2 separate regions of the Mus musculus genome follow, and region 2 is linked to region 1. A link is a contact called in public HiCAR-type data. All regions are on one chromosome and are shown on one strand. Each heading gives the region's core, a stretch centred on a gene start, on an enhancer-like site or on the middle of the called end of the contact. The rest is flanking DNA. Distances are from core to core; before and after follow the strand shown. Region 1 overlaps Gm32210 (a long non-coding RNA gene). Region 2 overlaps Gm13986 (predicted gene 13986).

What was found. HiCAR-type assays count read pairs that join an accessible place to other places.
Region 2: a contact with region 1 is called in a HiCAR-type map of astrocytes, with 4 times the contacts expected there. The contact joins two enhancer-like sites. A contact is called at or near these places in 2 of 484 Hi-C or Micro-C datasets (bone marrow-derived macrophages and ventricular fibroblasts) and 1 of 115 datasets of contacts at active chromatin or transcription factors (astrocytes).

What each region holds. Positions count from the first base shown.
Region 1 is chr2:117,709,104-117,711,813 of GRCm38.p6, forward strand. Gm32210 (a long non-coding RNA gene) reads left to right here. Exons shown (of 3, transcript XR_374901.1): 2 at 1,545-1,658. Among named protein-coding and RNA genes, the nearest start is that of Gm32210, 5.5 kb to the left of the region's middle. Within about 2 kb of position 1,323, at least 34 of the 459 cell types and tissues checked have an H3K27ac peak or open chromatin away from gene starts, as enhancers often do.
Region 2 is chr2:118,049,051-118,051,760 of GRCm38.p6, forward strand. All of the region lies in intron 4 of Gm13986 (predicted gene 13986), which reads right to left. Among named protein-coding and RNA genes, the nearest start is that of Gm25308, 28 kb to the right of the region's middle. Within about 2 kb of position 1,396, at least 10 of the 459 cell types and tissues checked have an H3K27ac peak or open chromatin away from gene starts, as enhancers often do.

The DNA.
Region 1 (2,710 bases), core at 73-2,572:
GTTCCTGAAATAAAAAAGGCTGTTGAGAAGAATCCGACCGTGTTGCATTTTTTTCTTGCTGGACGAGGTGAGCGCAACAGGGTCTGACTCTTTTCCAGAGTTCTTATCTCTGTCAGAAGTCTTGCCTCTTCTCTTCTTCTTTGCTATAGGCTAGTTAGCTTTTTATTAAACCAATCGGAAGGTGATGGAAAAGATGTTCTCAAAACATTTGAGACAGGTGATACTTAACATAACCAAAGCTCATTCTGCATTCAGCTCTCCGCTTCACAGAACTCAGTGTTTGAATAATACGAAGACACTACCCAAGAATACTATCCCAATAAACAAATTAATAAAGAAACTCTAGCTAGCACTCTATACCTGGATGTGTGATTACAAAAGAAAAGACCGTGAATAACAAGCAATAGTGGTGATGTGAAGAAATGGTAATTTTTATTCACTTCTGTTTGAAATATAAAATGATCCCGCTGCTTTAGAATGCAGTCTATTAAGATCTCTGAAAGAGTAAGCACTAAGAGACCTTACCAACTAGCAATTCCACTCCTGGGTGTAAAGCCAAGAAAGGTGAGAACACACATCCTTATAGTCTCATACAGTGTGCGATATCCAAAAGATGGGAACAGACCAAGAATCTATCCACTCCTGAACATTTCAGCAAAGCACAGTAGGCCCATACACTAGAATTGTTCTGCCATAAAACTAATGAAATATTGTTCCATGATACGGTATAAATACACCTCAAAAGCCTCACACATGCTAGTCAAAAGGGCAAGTCACAAAAGGCAAATTGCTGGGAGATCCCATTTCATCAGTTATAAGATAAAGGGCTCCATAACAGCACAAAGTAAATTATGGTTTACAGAAGTTGAAAGAGTTCTAAAAAAATTGAATGTGTCAGTAAAAAGGGATTGGGTTTTCCAAGGTGATGAAAATGTTCAAAACTTAATTGTGGTGATGGTTGATCAGCTCCACAAATGCACTCAAAAATGAGTGAGCAAAATGCACAATGGGTGAGTTGTACCTCAAAGAAGCTGTTGTCCATTTGAGAAGACTATTTTGGGAAACTTGGAAGTGAAGGTTTTGAAAGGCCTGCTGTCACAGGGCTGTTAGACCTATGATTAACCAGAGACATCAGTTGGCTTAGTCCTCATATCGGGAAGCAGGCATCAGAGTGAGGGATGAGGTAAGAGGCTCTCTGTGGCTTGGTGGATACCACTCCCACCAGAGAAGGAGGGAGGAAGGAGCCCTAACCAGATCAGACAGAGCCATTCCAGGACCTCCTTCCATGCCCCACTCTCTGGCGTCAGTGGCGTAGTCTGCCACCTAAGGCAAGCGGATATGAGTGGGTTCATCCAAGAAAACACTCAAAAGCTTGCCTAGACAGAGTATGAGCTCAGAAACTTCTCTTTTACCTCAGAGGCTTAAAATTTTTGATTCATTTGGTAACAGTTTATCTTTGATGACGGACCAATGCATGACTCAGTTTTGTGGCGTTTAGCACCTCCATGCTGGGAACTAACTCAAATGCTTTTTACTTATCCCAGAGACAGCCCTGGACTTCAGCCCAAGCTTCCTGCTCCCTCCTGGCTCCCACAATAGGGATTTTTTTGTATGTCCATCTCTCAGGAGACCTAATGGAGAGGCTGTTGTGTTACTGGGTATGTAAAGTTCCAGTCCTTTGATGTTTCCTCTGTCGTTTCTAATCTGAACTACAGATATTAACTGACAGCTTTAGCTAGGGCTTTCAAGAACAGAAAACAAGCTGATAAAGATGAATGTTCTGATTTATATTCAAACTTCACTTTACTAAAATCAAAGCGAGAGCACTGGGTATTTTTAAACAGGGGCTCCCCGGGTATGTGGTAGGCGCTGCTTAGCATCTGATCCTCAGGGTAGGTCCAGAGCCTTAGCCAGTATTTGTCCTGCTTCAGGGACATTATGGCCATACTCATTTGGCATCAATTAAATTGTTCAGACTTGCTGTCACCATTTGTTTAACTTTAGGCCACTGGTATTCACAAGGAATCTCTGAGTTTTCCCATGTGTGGATTATACACATTTTACTAGGTTCTTCGCATGGTGGCTCTTGCTGAGGTTGGCCCATGATCTCCTACCTCATATGGTTAAGACCTAAATGAAGCACCAACAGAGGCCTGCACTCCCCTCAGTCATGGATCCTGTAGGTGTTCAAAACCCCATAGCAGCACTTGGTGAAGACCAGAGTGCTGCAGTGGGGTCACCATTCCCTCTCACAACCTCTCTGGTATCTTCGTGCAAGCTGCCTTGTAGACGCTACAGCCTAAATCATCTAAAAAGCAATCCCAACAAATCAATCCTTGATCAAAAGACATCAGGACCCTTTATGCTCATTCTGTAGGCTAAGCCAGAATCTATTCATCCCCTACTCAAATGTACTCAGTGATGATCAAAACAAGGGAGCCTTGAGCATAAAAAGCCACATGTTTTAATGATCCATTCATAAAAAAAAACCCTCTCATGTTCTAGTGATCTATTCACAAAGGGAAATTACTACCAAGTACTTCCTCCCATCCCCCTCTTTTTCTTCAAGGAAAGGCTAGCTGTGAGGATCCAAGAGAAGTGACAGTACTGTCTTCTTTTCCCCTTGATCCCAGGTTAGGTTCTTCCTCTGCCTTCCCTTTCTGTACTGACTGCACCCTCTGTTATAACTTTGCTTGAATGTCTTTGGTGT
Region 2 (2,710 bases), core at 146-2,645, 340 kb after region 1:
TTTATCATCTGGCCCTATGCCTCATTAATTTCAAAACAAACAAACAAACAAACAAAAATGTTAAGTAGCCGCTCCACCATGCCAACTCACTTTTTACTAACCTCATAAGGTTTCTTTTTTTTCTTCTGAAACCACTTACCATTATTTTCCCACTTGTGAACTTCCATGTTGCCTAACAGGCCCTTATTCAAAACCATCTGCAGCTTGGCCTTTCTATGCCTAGGCTGTGTTCCTTCTACCACATCCTCTCCAGGGACCTCTATTCTAATCAATCTACTTCTCATGTCAGTGTCCCTGTTCAAACTGTCCTCCATCTCACAAAACACAGGCCTCATTCATGACATGATTCCTTTGACCAACTCTTAGGCAGATAGTCACTGCTTTATAAGGCCCATGCCACACATGGCAAAATCACAAGAACCAGACAGGCCTATGGTGTTTTGTTTTTTTGTTTTTGTTTTATTTTGGTTTTGCCCTTGTGGAGTTACTGTCTAAGGTTACAACAGTTAGCTAACCTCCTAAGAAAAGGTGAGTTCCTTCTCTCAAACCTTATAATTTTAAAATCCTAAGTAGAGAGAATATTTATTTAAAGTAAACCTTGGCGGGGGCTATGGACAGTACTCATAGTCCTAGCACCCCAGAGGCAGAGGCAGAGGCAGAGGCAGAAGGACCCCTTCAGGTTCAAGGCCAACATGAGCTACATAGTAAGTTCAAGGCCAGCCAAGGTTACAGAGTGAGAGCTTGTCACACACACACACACACAAACACACAGAGACACACAGCACCATTCCTTTTTTTAAAGTTTGTAAATTGAATGAATATTTTTCTAATTGTTTTAGAAATAGATTTCCAAATATAAATGCATAAAAGAAAGGATTTCAAATCCAAAGCCTCATCACAGCCTTCTAGGAGTCTTTATAACATATTTATCCATCTCAGGATCCCACGTCTCACAGTCCAGGACCCTTGGCACTCCCCTTGCTCTGCTCTTCTATTTTTGCATGTGGTTGTTTCTGCCCTCCAAACAGTCAGACTCTTAATAGAAGCACACAACTTTGCTTTGGGTTCCCTCTGTGGGCCTTGCAACAGTGAGCAGCAGCTAAGCCTCCCACGGGTGCCAGAACAGATAAAAGGGTGCCCAGACTCAAGTGTTCACACTCACAGATGTCTGTATACCTTAAGCCCCCCGTAATCCAAGCAGGCTTAAGCTTCAATATCCATTCACAACTGGAGGAAAATGTGACCCTTGACGGCGGTCTTCCCAGTATTTTGTATTCATGGTCAAAAGAGGGGTGAGCAACACAAAACAGAAGAGGAGTGTTAACCAACATGTGAACTCCACTAGATAGAGTCATTCATTTCTACCTCTAAGTAATGTTTCATCATTTGGACCTCAAATGAACCTGTCACCAGACATCATGGGAGCTTTTAGAGCCAAATCCCCAGAAGCTTTCTGCATGACTCTGTTTCTGACAACTATTTTTAGTATAATAACACCGCCTCTGCTTCTGTGACATTTCCCAGAACAATCGTAAATCTGAGATCAGACAGAAGGGAATTTTATTTGGATTTAAACTTGGGCAATGAGAGGGTCAAGATTAGCCATATTTTGGATATGGAAGTCCCATGGTCAAAGCTCAGGTGATTTCCAAGGAGCCAAGTGAACAGCTGACCTAGAAAAGTAAATTGGGGCAAAAAATAATAATAATAAAGAATAAAAGATAGTGCAGGAGAAACAGCCGAATGAAAGAAACACTTGCCTTGCAAACACAAAGACCTGAGTTCAATCCCCAGAACCCATCTAAGAAAAAGCCAGGCCTCATGTCACATGGTTGCCATCCCAGCACTGGGGAAGCAGAAACGGGCAGATCCCCAAGGTTCTCTGGTAGCCACCCTAGCCTACTTGGCAAGATCCATCCAGGGAGATACCCTGTCGCAAAATGAAGTGATGGCAGACACTTAATAGAATTTGCACATTTTTAGTGAATTAGCAAATACACAATATAGTTACCTGTAGAAAGCTTGGATACCATTTTGACTACCTGTAATTATTGAGTCTTTCTGCACCAATAAAAAGATTGTGCTTGTGCATGTGCAAGTGAGTGTGTGTGTGTGTGTGTGTGTGTGTGTGTGTGTTGTGCACACACACACACAGAAGTTGACATCAACTGTGGTCTTCTATCACACTCTGTCTTGTTCTTTAAGGCAGAATCTCCCAATGAGCCTGAGGCTTGCCAGTCTGGCTGGACTGATTGACCAGGAATCTCTAGGGATCTTCTTGTCTTTGCCTTCCCAGTGCTGGAACAGCGGGGACATCTAGGTTATGGTTTTTTTTAATGTGGCTCTTAGGGGATCAAATTCATGTCCTCACCCTTGTGCAGCAAATGCTTTGACAACTGACATCTCTCCCAGCTCCTTGAATGTTTTTAAAAAGGAGTATCAACTCTCTGCTGGAGAATTATGACTATACTCTGTGCTTTTGCATCACAGTGATGGCTACTCCGACACTGCAGCTTTAATAACTGTAAAAACACACGTTAAATTTAACAAAGTTCATCTAAGGAATCAGAAATGTTCTAGAATCCTAAGCCCAGGCAGCACTCTAAAGAGATGGTAGTTCAGAATGCCCCTTCTTATAATGACTGTGGGCTGAATTTATGGCCAGAAACTAAGAAATAAGAAAATCAGACATACAGAGGTTTACCCAATT